Regions from separate parts of the Mus musculus genome. Here regions 2 and 3 are each linked to region 1. Evidence: chromatin contacts called from public HiCAR-type and promoter capture Hi-C data. All regions are on one chromosome and are shown on one strand. Each heading gives the region's core, a stretch centred on a gene start, on an enhancer-like site or on the middle of the called end of the contact. The rest is flanking DNA. Distances are from core to core; before and after follow the strand shown.

Region 1 (4,244 bases), core at 853-3,352:
TGTGATACACTACAACACGAATGAGTTGAACTAGAAATGAATCCAGACAACAGAAAGAGTAGTGATTTTTATGGCATCTTTATTATAAAATAATAAAGCCATGTGTGTTGGTTTGGTGGGTTTGCATATTTTTATTGTGTGATTTTAGTAGTCATATGAAAACTGTAGATCTAAGTCTACACCTAATTTCATATTTCTATACATTTAAATAACACAAAATGAACATGTTAATTAACTTAAAATAATTTCAGTTGATACAGTATTTGAGAAGCTTGGCTACTGAACTTGGAACTTGAAACGTGAAGAACTCGGGGTATCTTCTCTAGATGCATTGCTGGTGACCCTGGGTAGGTTGAATGACTGTACTTGCTGGTATTTCTTCCCTGCAGTATAGGAATAATAACATTTCCAAAGGAACACAAAGGTAAAAAAACAAACAAAACAAAACCTACCAACCATCCAAACAAAGCCCAATTGCCTGAATAGACACCTTCTAGGTATAGTGTTTTATGGAGAATATTATCTCTGAATCAAATATCAAATCAAAGTTTTTTTATGACACTTTGGGGAATTGCCACCACATTCTCACTTTCTAAAAGAGATACATCAGTCAGCCCATGGTTTCTGCTGATCTAGCAACCACTAAAGTGGATATGTGGACTTTTTACTTCTCCACACGGCCCAGAGTGGTCTGGTTTTACATTAGCTTTTTTTTTTTTTTTTTTTTTAAACTACCAGAACCATAAACGATGTGTAATTCACTTATAACCAAGTGAAATCAGACGGAAAAAAGTAAAAATCTTCCCACTTATGAAAAATATTTTAAAAGTTTTCATTTCTTTCTTGTGTTCTCAGACATCACAGGAAGACAGAACCTATTTGTCTTCTCTTGGTACTTGGATTTTAACCCTCAAATAGCCTTTCTCCATTGGATTCCCTGCCTGATGAGTAAGCCTTCCGTTTCCACTCTGAAGTGTGGGAAAGTGGCTGAACCGCCCCAAGTCTCACTTTCACCACTACGTAATAATAAAATCTACCCGAATCTGTATGGTAACAATTAGTGAGCGAATAATTCCAAACCACTCAGTTGTGAGACCTGGCACACATTTCTTTTAGTTGAGCTTTTTAAAAGAGCAACCCCTTTATGGTTCACTCTGAGAGCAGTGGAGAGACCACAATGCTTGCAGCATGAATGAGCTTTTAGAAAAAGCTTCAAAGGCTAAAAGAGTGGTCCTGATGCTGACCTTGCTGGCATTGCTTAAAAACAGCAGCCACCGCGCATGCACTAGACTACAGCTGGAATCTGTGAACTTCCAGCTTTACGAAATTCGTGGCCTCGCAGGGCTTTCTTGATCCTGTTTTAATCGGAAGTTAGCAATATGTGTCCTGTTTCGCAAGACTACACCTGAGAGATTTAAAAGGGAATATGAAATAGTAACAAGTGGTATCAAAAACACTTCTCGAAGTTTAAAGTGCTTAGCTCAAGAGACAAAATTACAGCATATTTAAAGACCCAGAATGGCTTTCATTCACCATTCTAAAATTAGGCAGCCCTTGGAATTCTTTCAAACAACTCCGGCCAGAAAATGGACATTGTTCAATGACAAGAAAAGAGAAATTATCTAGAGACACAGTTTAGTTGGTTACGGTTAGCTTTTTGCTTTACTTGAGTCAGTTGGTCTCTTGCTATTGGTTAAAGCTGGGGTGCTGTTAACGGGCTGGCATTCAGCCATTTGCTCTAAAGTCTAAGTCTTAAACTCGGTTTTCAGCAGGCTTACCTTAAATAAGCCTATAGTTCTCTATGGAACTAAGTTCTGAAAGAAGTAATGGACGCGAAGAAATAAAAAGTATCTAGCCTACGGGGGTGGGGCGGTAACCAGTCTACAAACAGCAAGCAACCAATCACCATCTTTCCTGCTACAAATCAAAAGTCAAGCCTTTGGAATGTCAAAGGCCTGCGGAGCCTCCCAGAGGTTACAAAGACCACGCCTCCTAGCCTCCGCCCCCTCTCCTCTCCCAACCTGCACCGCTTTCGGCCTGACGCGTCCTGAGCTCCCAGTACATACAGACTTCCTGTCAGTTTCGTCATTTCCGGCAGGTTTCTCCATCCAACCAGGTGGCCTCAGAGGCGGGCAGTCTTCTCCAAGGTCCCACCCCCTGCGCGCCGTGCACCTTTCCAGCCGCTGCGCGTGGCTGTGTATGTGGGTCTCTCATGGCTGCCTCGGGGAAGCTCGGCACTTTCCGCCTTCCCCCGTTGCCCACCATTCGGGAGATCATTAAGTTGTTCGGACTGCGAGCGGTGAAACAGCTTTCCCAGAATTTCCTCCTGGACTTGAGGCTGACAGGTGGCTGAGTCGTCAGTTCGCCCGGGTCTCCGTGGTGGGCGCGGCCGGGTGATGGAGCGGGTTGGGGCGGGCGGCTGTCAGTCAAGCGCTGCTCCTCCGGTCCTCGCGGGCTAGGGCGACGACTGGTCGACCGCTTTGCGGGCGGGAGATGTTTCCCGCGCGCTTTATGATGCGCCAACCTGCCTCTCGTTAGCCCGGCTCAGTAAAGCGCGTCTGTAAGCTCAGCACTCGAGGAGCAGAGGCAGGAGGATTGCCGCCAGTTAGAAACAGATGGACTCTTTCAAAAACGAAACCAAGAGAGTAAATAGGATAAACGTTCACTTAAGTCTAGGGATCCCTCTAGGGACTGGAGATTCGCTCTGTAAAGTCATACTAACCAAACGGCGCCTACAGCTACCTTGTGCCAATGCTGGGACCACCGTCCCAACAACAGCCCTGAGTTTGCAGTTAATAAGTTGACATTCTCCGGCTTCTTTAAAAATTACTTTTATGCGATTAAACTTATATAGGGTGAAGGTCACCAGTTTGACACCCATGTTTTGATGAGTTTTCACAGGTGTTTGTTGGTTTACTTACCACCCATGTCATAGTAATGCTCTCCTCTTGAGAATAAGATCCATCTGTTGCAAATAAAGGTGCTAGCTGACTGTTGGAGTACTTAGCATGTTAACCCCCTCAAGTTAAAAGGGTAAGTGTGTCATACACACACTCCGTCCCCAAAATCAATTTTGATTGCATGGACCACAAAGCATAAGTTACTTTTATTTCTTGTTTTTGGAGCCTTTATTCGACCCGTAGAATTTGGGTAAAACAGTTAACTCCACTTAAGTTTTCTCATCTCTTATTTGATAGAAAGGCCTACAAGGACCTTAGGATGCCTACTTTTAGATTCTTTGGTTCTAGCATCCTCTCCCAGTCATGCTAAATATAAGCACATGCTAAATATAAGCACCATTCTCTGCTGAAATGCAGTCTCCTATGTCTAAGGCTGGCCTCAAGCTCACTACATGGCAGGTGTTATTGAGTGTCTGGCCCTCCTGCCTTCTCCCAAGAACCGAAATGAAAAGCATATGCCACCATGCTCAGTTACTGATTGCTGACTGTGTAACCCAGGGCTTCACACATGCTAGGCAAGCACTCTTATCAGTTAATTGAATTACATCACCAGCCATTCAATTTGTTATCTATGTTCTCATGTGTGTCCCTGGAGTAAGTTCCAGATTCTTAGGTTCTCTATTCAGTCTTTGTGAGGGTGGGGGGTGGGGTGGGGGGAGGGGGAACCAGAGTGAAAGCAAATAAAGGTGCTTGTCCTAGAGAACTCAGGTGGAGCAGGGTTGAACCAGACTTAGGGGGTTGACACCTCGTCTATGTCTGGTTGCACTTAAGCGTTCCTGCAAAGTTTAAGAATGAAACCACTGCCCCACCTGTTGCTGCTTTCCATTTTCAAACTGAGTTCAGAATTCCCTGGTTTAATAAATGACTCTGATGCCCTCCGAGAGACCAGTTGGTAACTGGTAACCAAACAATGATTTGGTTTTAGAATCCCCACCTTGGTTCGAGGTCCTCTCCAGCCATTTGCTTTTCTTTATGACATTGTACAAATTAAACAATAGACAAGGACAGCGTGCAGTTCAGATAAATTATATTAGAGTGGTAGCTGCAGGAATTAGGTTAGGGCATGTACGTACCAAGACGCAAAGCTGGCTAGGGCTGCTGATTTCCTCACTGTAGCTGTACAATACTGTTTGGAAATACGTAAGCAACATTTTGCCTTTAAGTTTACCTAGATAGATAATAACCATCAACTGGGACTGTACAGTGACAAGAAGTGCTAGTATGTATTTAGTAACAAAATTTCCACCATCCAAGGAGGTGTGGGTTTTAATATCTTGCAGTTAA
Region 2 (4,237 bases), core at 561-3,060, 1.9 Mb before region 1:
TAGGCCACACCTCTCAGTGACTTTGAACCACTAGGCCTCATGGTTCAAAAATTCTGCCAGCTCTGAACAGTATCACCTGATGGGCTCTCAGTGACCCAAAAAGATATAGCAAGGGCATATAGGAAGCATCCAATATGTTAGCAGCTATAGTCACTATTATTATATGTGACAGGAAAGGAGAAGTATAAGTCCTTCTTGTAAGTGCCTACAAGTGGGCACAGTATTTGCCCACTTGTAAGGGGCCTTCCCAGACTCTGAAACTAGGCTTCTAAGGAACTGGACAGAAACAGAGCAGTTGTCCTCAACCAAGCCTAGCATCAGATCTCATGCTGCCCCAGACTTTCAGAGATAAAGTCTCTAATGGGAGAGACTGGGCAGCTTTAACCGTTCGTATGTAATGCTTTAAAAACTACTAGAATCAATGATAACAGCAATTAAAACGCATATTATGTGTGCCAGACACTATGCTAACTCCATCACACTCATAACTTTTAAAAGATTGAAACTGGGTCTTGTTACCTAGGTTAGATTTGAATTTATCCTCTTGTATCAGCTTTTCAAGTGGTCAAGAGGGATGTACAACACACACACACACACACACACACACACACACACACACGCACCTCTTCATTCAAAAATCCTGTGAGGTACTGTTTCCATAGTTAATAATTGAGGGGAACGAGGTAACGAGAGGCTATATGGCAAACACCAAGTTCACACAAATAAGAAGTGCTTTACGACCTGAACGCAGGTCTGAGCTAATAAATGCATTTAACTGCTGCAAAAACTAATGCTTTCATTTACCCGTCCCTCGGACAGGCATTTATTATACATGACCAGGTAATACACTGAGAGCTGGGGAATATCAAATGAGTATAGATAACAATCTCCACCCTCAAGATGCCCATGCCCTTAAAGTGCTCAGAAAAAGGCTAGAGGCTAAAGAACTGGCTTCATTTTAAAAGATGATGCCATATGTCTTAGGTCTCCCTTTGAGAGGCTGAAAACGTTGGCTACTTCCCACTACTCTTCCCTCAATAGCCATTTACTCTGTCCGTAGACCCTGGCACATCGTCCTCCCAGGCCTGCTTGCAGGCTGCTAAGGATCCCAGCAAGTCCGGGGCAGCCTTGGAGCCCGTGTTAATAAGCTTTGAGAGAGGGCCTCTGTACTCTGCTCTCTAGATTGGCTCAGTTCATTCAATCATTTAGCCAGCCCAGCGCGTCCACTGGGGGCGGGCAAATCAGATCTTGGGAAGGGCGTGTGCTTCGAAGCTGGTGAGATGTTTCTCTTCCAGAATTGGGCATGTCACTTAACCCTGAAATAACTATTTCGAAATTTCTCAGAAAGAAGCGGGGAAAATATTGAGGCTTGCTTTTTAGAATCGTGGTCTGTTAGTGCGGACCAAATCCTTAGAAGCAGTGCAAGTGTATCTGGAGTGGTAAACAGCTCCAGGATCCAAGCCAGGCAGATGGGCTCCCGGCTCCATTTGCGACCTCTCACTGCCTCCTAGAGTCGGAACTGAGTATTCTTCCAAGTAGGGAAAACAAAACAAAACCAAAAAAAAAAAAACCCAAAACCTTACTAAAGTCCAACAGATCATCACCTTGCAAGAAGGCGAGTGATCCTCCCAGGAGGGCCGTCTTGTGGGGCGCCGCCCTCGGCTCTGGGCTGGGACAGAGAGCAGCCTTTCTGTCTTCTCTCACTGCAAGAGTGTTAAGCGGGGAAAGTGGGAAACCCGGACCTTTCTTCAGGTTGCACAGGGAAGGCAGCCGCGGAACCTTTCTTCTCTCTCCCTTGAGCTTCCACTCGGGCCTCTTTGGTAACGGAAACAGTAGAGTAGGAGACTTTAAAATGGAGACCTCGGGTCCTGGGCCCGGGGAGTCCTCTGAATTAGAAGCTCCAGGGTCTCCGGACGATCGGTTGTTTCTGGTTAAAGGTATGCTTGCTCTGAGCTGGGATGTGATGTTCCGGAACACATTCTTTTCTGAGAGCCCTTATTCTGAACTCAGCCAGTGGGGCCCATATGTCACTCACCAGGTGAAGTCTCCTTGGGCAGGGGCGGGTAAATCCTGCCATCTACTCTCCAGTCCATACTGTATTTACCCATCCTTATCTATAGTTTTTCTTGTGCCCTGCCCTTTTCTGATTGCCACGATCTCTTCTTCCCGTGGAAAAACTTCGCGCTGCTGTCCTTGAGGACAGAGAGAAGGGAAAAAAACCCATTCTCAGCCCTGAAGAACTGAGCTTCAGAGCGTACCCTTGAACCAGAAACCCGAGGTCGTGAGATCACGCAGGTTTCTCAGACCCACTTCACAAGAGCCGCCTAGCCATGATGTTTCGAGTTTTGAATGTAATCCTGAAAGTTTCTGATACTTCGTTGTGCAATTCTCTTTAATTTAAGTTTTATTTTTAATCCCTTCTCTCAATTCTTGGCAGGTGGAATTTTCCTTGGTTCTGCAGCCGCAGCGGGAATGCTAGCTGGATTTGTTACAACATTATCATTAGCTAAAAAGAAAAGCCCTGAGTGGTTCAATAAGGTTTGTGACTCTGAAATCCATTCATAGCATTGCTATTGTTTTTAACAAAGGACAGCTTTTTGCATAGGAAAAAATAGTGACCTTCATTCACATGGTTTTGAAAATACACCCACAAACCCTCATGGGTTTAAGAAGTATACTAGTTGTCAGTCTTGATTTTTTTTTCCGTGTGCTTCCTTAAAAATTAACAGAATGAGGCTTTGAAGAATAACTGAGCAAAACTTTGGAAACATTGTTTTCCCTACAGCATGAATAAGTAATTTAGTATTGATAATAAGAGACCTTGCTTTGAAAGAAAAGCAATATCACTTAAACTATTGGTGCTGGTTGCAAGAAGTATATTTATTTCATAGATGTTAAAATTTTAACATTTTTTTAGAATGAGTGAAAACTTTGTTTTTGTGTTTTAATGCAAGGGCCGCAGTCGCTATAAAGTGCCTGGCACACAGTAGGTGCTCATAAAGTGTTGGGTGACTAACTATATCCACTAGAGACAGAAGATCATTATTCTGTTAGCAGGATTGTACATTTGCTGTTTGTCGTGTGCCTGCTTTCCCTGGTTGGTGGGGAATTTCTTGATGTGTATTGTAGTTGCTTATAATGTCTTGTCTTTTCCCCTCCCACCCATATTGCTGACTTACTGTTCGCCTCAGTAAGTGTTTACTTGGGATCCTTTATGTTTCAGGCACTCTATGATTAAGGTGGATAGGGTACAAAAATAAACATGTCTTTCCCTCGGGAATTTAAATGTCTGCTGTGAGAGACACAATTAGATATTCACACCAATAACTATGCAATTAGCTTGATGTGTGCTACAGACAAATGTTATGTGAAAAACCATAAACCAATTGAATTCCCTTCCACTTATCTGTAATAGTCATACTTAAGCTTTGAATACTATAATGACAGGAGACTAAAATGTATCTAAAATGCTTTCCAATTCCCTCTCAATACTCTAAAGGGTTATGGAGCTACTAAGATCACTTCTGTGGCTCCTCTGATGGGCCATTTTCTCCCTCTACCATGTAATACTTTTAGAGAAGAAATTACTTTGTGGCAGATGTCGTTAAGACCTAACCAGTGTTGGTGCTTTACAGCCAAGCTGTGTTTGGTTTCGAAACCACAGGTTTAATCTGTTTAAGAATCTGATAATGAGAAAAACCCAGGGATTGTCTTGTTTCCACATACTAACAGCTTGGTTCTTTGTTTTGTTCTGGGGCTGGATCATAAGACATGCCACTTGTGCTCTAACACACTTGTACACTGTGGTCCAAAAACTCCTGATGGTCCTTGAGACAACTCATTCCCTGTTCATGTTTAGAGATGCACACTGATGGCATAGAGCAGTGGCATACTCATGGTGGTGGTCACATAAACAGTCCTTGCAGTCTCTGTGTACTGTGTTGTGGGACGCAGCAGTAGTTTTTAAAATAATTAAAAGGAACCAGCATTAGGCAAGTGTCATTGTTGAAGCGGTAAAATTATGAACTATTCAATAATGACACCTGGCAACACCTGACTTGTAAAGTCATGGGAGGTGGGAGTGTGCACAAAGCACTTCTGCTCAAGAAGCCACAGATGCCTTACCAGCTGAATCAGGGTATCCCCCACAGACTGCCAGTCACTCAGAAATGGCGTGTTTGGGGCAGGCATTTTCTTAAAAACACAAAGTAGGCCTGGCTCTTGAGGAAAGCGGTTG
Region 3 (3,648 bases), core at 930-3,429, 1.9 Mb before region 1:
AGAAAATCGGAGAGGGGTGTGGGTGTCAAAATCAGAGCCCAGTACTTGTTAAAGACAAAACTGAACAAACATAGTAGGTTTTAGATAACCCTAGCCAGACGCTGCCTCAAGGACTGAAAACACATACAATGCCGTTAACAGATGGAATATGGGCAGCTCAAAGAGATTCTGCCCATAAACGTACTCCTTTTGAAAAGTTTGAATAGAGACTTTAATTTTTGTTGGGCACAGAATTGGGGGGGGGGAGAAGCTGCAGATGGCTGAACTCAATCTGAGCATTTGATCTGGATTGTGGCTAAACTCTACCTATGGGCTACTAGTAAGGAGGACCTGTCTTCAGCAGGCAGAAGGATTGTTGCTATGATCTATTTGATTTTCCTAAAGACTTCCATGTAGTGGTCGTCCCCCACCCCCGCAGCCCCCAGGATAGAGCCCCAAAGGGTTGTTTCTGGAATCAGAAGGAGCCACGTGGTGTCTGGTTTTCCTCTCCAGGCCTTACATCTCTCTCCGAAATATTCCCAAATGATCAACTGTGGATATTTCCTGGGGAAACTTCTTTGAAAGAAGGTACACTCCACCCTTGGTAAGACTGTTAATCAGGGGTACAAGGAAATGAAACAGGAAATAACCCATGCAGGACACTGTAGGTAATCAACACTTTCAACCTAAAATAACTAAGATTCAGCCAACTCGGTTTAAAAAGATGCCTCGAACTTCCTTAGCAGGGGTGAGATGGGAGGTCACAGGGGCGGGGATAAGGACTAAGTCAAGTCTCTCTCTTAGAATTCTCCACTCCACCCCAGAAGGCTGCACCTGGGCTGGTGTGCTAGTTCCAAACTCAGAGTCCACCTGCTTGGTTCTAGCCAATGCTCTGGAGCCAGTGACCTGGCACACCTTACAAGCGCCCCTCTCTCCTTTTCCTTACTCCCAGGATTCAGCCCCAAGAAGGCATTATTCCAGGGGGCTGAAAAGTCCCATAAAGGGAAAGCAGGCTGACATTATATAACAATATACACCAGAAAACGAAAGTCGCCAAAGTAGGGGCAGGAGGAGTGGGGGAGCACGGCATCTGGAAGCCGCCACTTACTCGAAGGCGAAGAAGAGTCCACTAGTGACCAGGATGAGAATGAGAGTCAGGTAGAAGACGCCGGTCTGCCGGGCCATCATGATCCTCCCGTTGCAAAAGAACTTGTTTCTTCCTGGGAACACCTCCCATTTCCTCCGGGCCGCGATTTTCTTCTTCTTGTGGGGCGACTCCATGGGAGAGGAGCTGTGGGTGCTGATCTGACTGTACTCGCAGTCTTTCATGGGCCCGCCGCCGCCGGGAGGCATCCACGAGGGCAGCCGGCTGGGGGCGCACACCCCCAGAAGCCCCCCGGCCGCGCGGGTTCCGCCGAGCCACGGCCGCCGCCGGCCACTCGGCCGCCCCCCGAGCCGCGGCGCTGCGACCCCTAAACGGGCTCCCGGCTCGGCGACAACTTTACGGAGGACACCCAGGTTAACCCCTTGGAGAGCCCAGCTGTCATAGCAGAATCCGCTTTCGGGAGGGACGATGTTGGTCCGCAGTCCTCGGCAGCGGTTCTCCGTGGCTTCCAGCCGGGGGGTCGGGGCTGCAGGACCCCGCGGGACGCGGGGAACCGCTCAGCAGACACCCAGAAGGCGGTGCGCCTGGCTTCGCCACCCGCAAGCTCCCGGCTGCGCTTGGGCTCCGGCCGGCGGATCCCGGATCGCCGCGCCCTTAGCGGACACGAGGCAGCAGACCTTACGCCGGCTCCCTCCGGAGCCACTTCTGCGCCTCGACCAGGTGGTTTCTACTCTTTCCCGGTGACGGATTCTCCCAGGAGAGAGAGCTGCAAACTGAGCGGCAGCTCGCGACACCGGCAACCCCTCCCAGGGGTGGGGACAGCCACGCGCGTTCTTCTGTCAGGAGCTGCTCTGTAGGAGCCGGGGCGCTGCCCGCGCTGCGACCCCGCATCCACGAGCCGAGCAGCCGAGCTGAGTCCGCGGCCCCTAACGCGGGGCTAAGGCCGAGGGTGGTGGCGGCGGTAGCGGTGGCGGCTCCCGGGGCTTCCTCGGTTCCTTCTGTCCGGAGAAGACAACCCTAGCGCGACGAGGGCCGCCGGAGGGCCGCGGGGACACTGCCAGAGACACTTGTTTGCAAGGCTCAGCCCCGGCGCGCGCGGCGCTCCGAGCAGGTCCGCCTCCTCGCCGCCGGGTGGGCGGTGACGCCCGCGCCTCACAGCCGGGCTCCTCCTCCTGCTCCTCCTCCTTGCCAGTGAAGCCTGGGCACCCGCTCCCTTGGGTCCCTGCCCCAGTATCCCCGGGCCAGAGCGCAAGGCTCGGGGACTGTGCGGGCCTGGCGCGCCCGGAGGAAGGCTCCTGGCTCCCGGGTGACATCCTTCACCCTAGGAGAAATCAGGTCGTTGCCCTCGGTGCTGAGGCGCCATGCGCTCCCCGCGGACTTAGTTCCTCTACGGGGTTCTCCACCGGATTATTCCCGGTCTCAGCTGCCACCTCTGGACACTCGCATTCTCATGACCAGTCGAAAAACCGTTCTTGCTACTACGGGGGACCTGAGTACCCGCCACGCAAAGAAGTGACCTTTCCTGGCCTGCCCTCGGCTCATCCTCTTCCTCCCCAGCGCCACGCGTGGCTGAGACGCCAGGGAAACTCTACCGATGCCGAGAGGATGGGGGTGGAGTGCCTTGATGACAGGGTGATGAGCAGCCCCCTGAAACAGGCCAGACTTCGGGACCTCGAAGGGCAGGGGACAGCAGAGCGGTCTGTGTCAGCTCCAGCAGCGACCGATCTGCCCCCTCTTTTGGATTAAAAACCCCCAGTGGCAGGCTTTGTTTGCAAAGGTCGCTGTCTTCCCCATCTTTCATTCTCTACTTTTTCCCCCTGGTGCTCACAATTCGCTCATTTTACTTCTGTCTACTTGCCTCTGTGGAGCCCACGCACAATAAAGGGACCGCACATCTAGCGAATGCTTGGAGTGCGCCTTTCTTTACATCCCAGTTTGACAGTTGGGTATACAAACGGGCGCAAGGCCGGCGCCAGAGAGCCCCAGCAGCCTAAGCGCTGCTGCGCCCCTGGGCTTCGGGGCCCGGTAGAAGCGCTAACTGGCGTTTGCACTAGGGTAACCCAGCGCAAAAGGACACCCGGCACGGGCGCTCGGTTTTCTGAGCCCTACTTTCTTTTCAGAGCCCGCTGGGATGTGTAGTTCCTTCTCTCGCTGTCCAACTCAGGGAGGAAACGTGACTTGAGGATCTAAAACTACAAGTCCCTGCAACCCCTGCGACGAAGGCGGGGAAGCAAGGTACTGGGCTTTGTAGTACTCAGCGTTTGGAGAGCCACAAAGACAGCTTTGGAAAAGATGCTTTCTCTGTGCCGGGTGGATATTTGCACACTGCCTGCGTTCTGTGTAATCCTCACCACAACCCTGCGATGCACTATTGTACCAAGCTCAAAGAACTGCTTGCCCAACACTACAGAGCTGCCCAGTGATAGAAATGGCACTGAACCCAGAGCTCTGTCTTTCCCTTACAGAGCACGCCTCAGTGCTCAGTGTCAAAGATAGATAAGCTTGGCTAGCCAAAAGAGAAAAAGGATGTAACCAGCTAGGAAATGGGGGCGATAGAAATGGTA

The links. Promoter capture Hi-C pulls out the DNA fragments that hold promoters and counts their contacts. HiCAR-type assays count read pairs that join an accessible place to other places.
Region 2: a HiCAR-type map of astrocytes shows a contact between it and region 1, with 6 times the contacts expected there. The contact joins the promoter of Tmem242 here to the promoter of 1700102H20Rik in region 1. A contact is called at or near these places in 11 of 39 promoter capture datasets (the 3T3-L1 cell line, 3T3-L1-derived adipocytes, the C10 cell line and 6 more), 1 of 484 Hi-C or Micro-C datasets (B cells), 6 of 115 datasets of contacts at active chromatin or transcription factors (acute myeloid leukemia, astrocytes, fibro-adipogenic progenitors and 3 more) and 1 of 9 other capture datasets (adipose tissue).
Region 3: a promoter capture Hi-C map of pre-B cells shows a contact between it and region 1, with 8 times the contacts expected there. The contact joins the promoter of Zdhhc14 here to the promoter of 1700102H20Rik in region 1. A contact is called at or near these places in 5 of 39 promoter capture datasets (the 3T3-L1 cell line, the C10 cell line, liver and 1 more), 1 of 484 Hi-C or Micro-C datasets (muscle stem cells), 1 of 115 datasets of contacts at active chromatin or transcription factors (astrocytes) and 1 of 9 other capture datasets (adipose tissue).

What each region holds. Positions count from the first base shown.
Region 1 is chr17:3,555,682-3,559,925 of GRCm38.p6, reverse strand. It overlaps 1700102H20Rik (RIKEN cDNA 1700102H20 gene), which reads right to left and starts at 2,102. Exons shown (of 2, transcript NR_045303.1): 1 at 2,022-2,102; 2 at 63-383. It overlaps Tfb1m (transcription factor B1, mitochondrial), which reads left to right and starts at 2,171. Exons shown (of 7, transcript NM_146074.3): 1 at 2,171-2,345. The coding sequence starts at 2,213.
Region 2 is chr17:5,437,833-5,442,069 of GRCm38.p6, reverse strand. It overlaps Tmem242 (transmembrane protein 242), which reads left to right and starts at 1,810. Exons shown (of 4, transcript NM_027457.4): 1 at 1,810-1,937; 2 at 2,438-2,538. The coding sequence starts at 1,853.
Region 3 is chr17:5,491,131-5,494,778 of GRCm38.p6, reverse strand. It overlaps Zdhhc14 (zinc finger, DHHC domain containing 14), which reads right to left and starts at 2,179. Exons shown (of 9, transcript NM_146073.3): 1 at 1,088-2,179. The coding sequence starts at 1,332. It overlaps Gm52310 (zinc finger X-linked protein ZXDB-like), which reads left to right and starts at 1,553. Exons shown (of 2, transcript XM_030250193.1): 1 at 1,553-1,804; 2 at 2,027-3,648. The coding sequence starts at 1,553. The coding sequence ends at 2,830.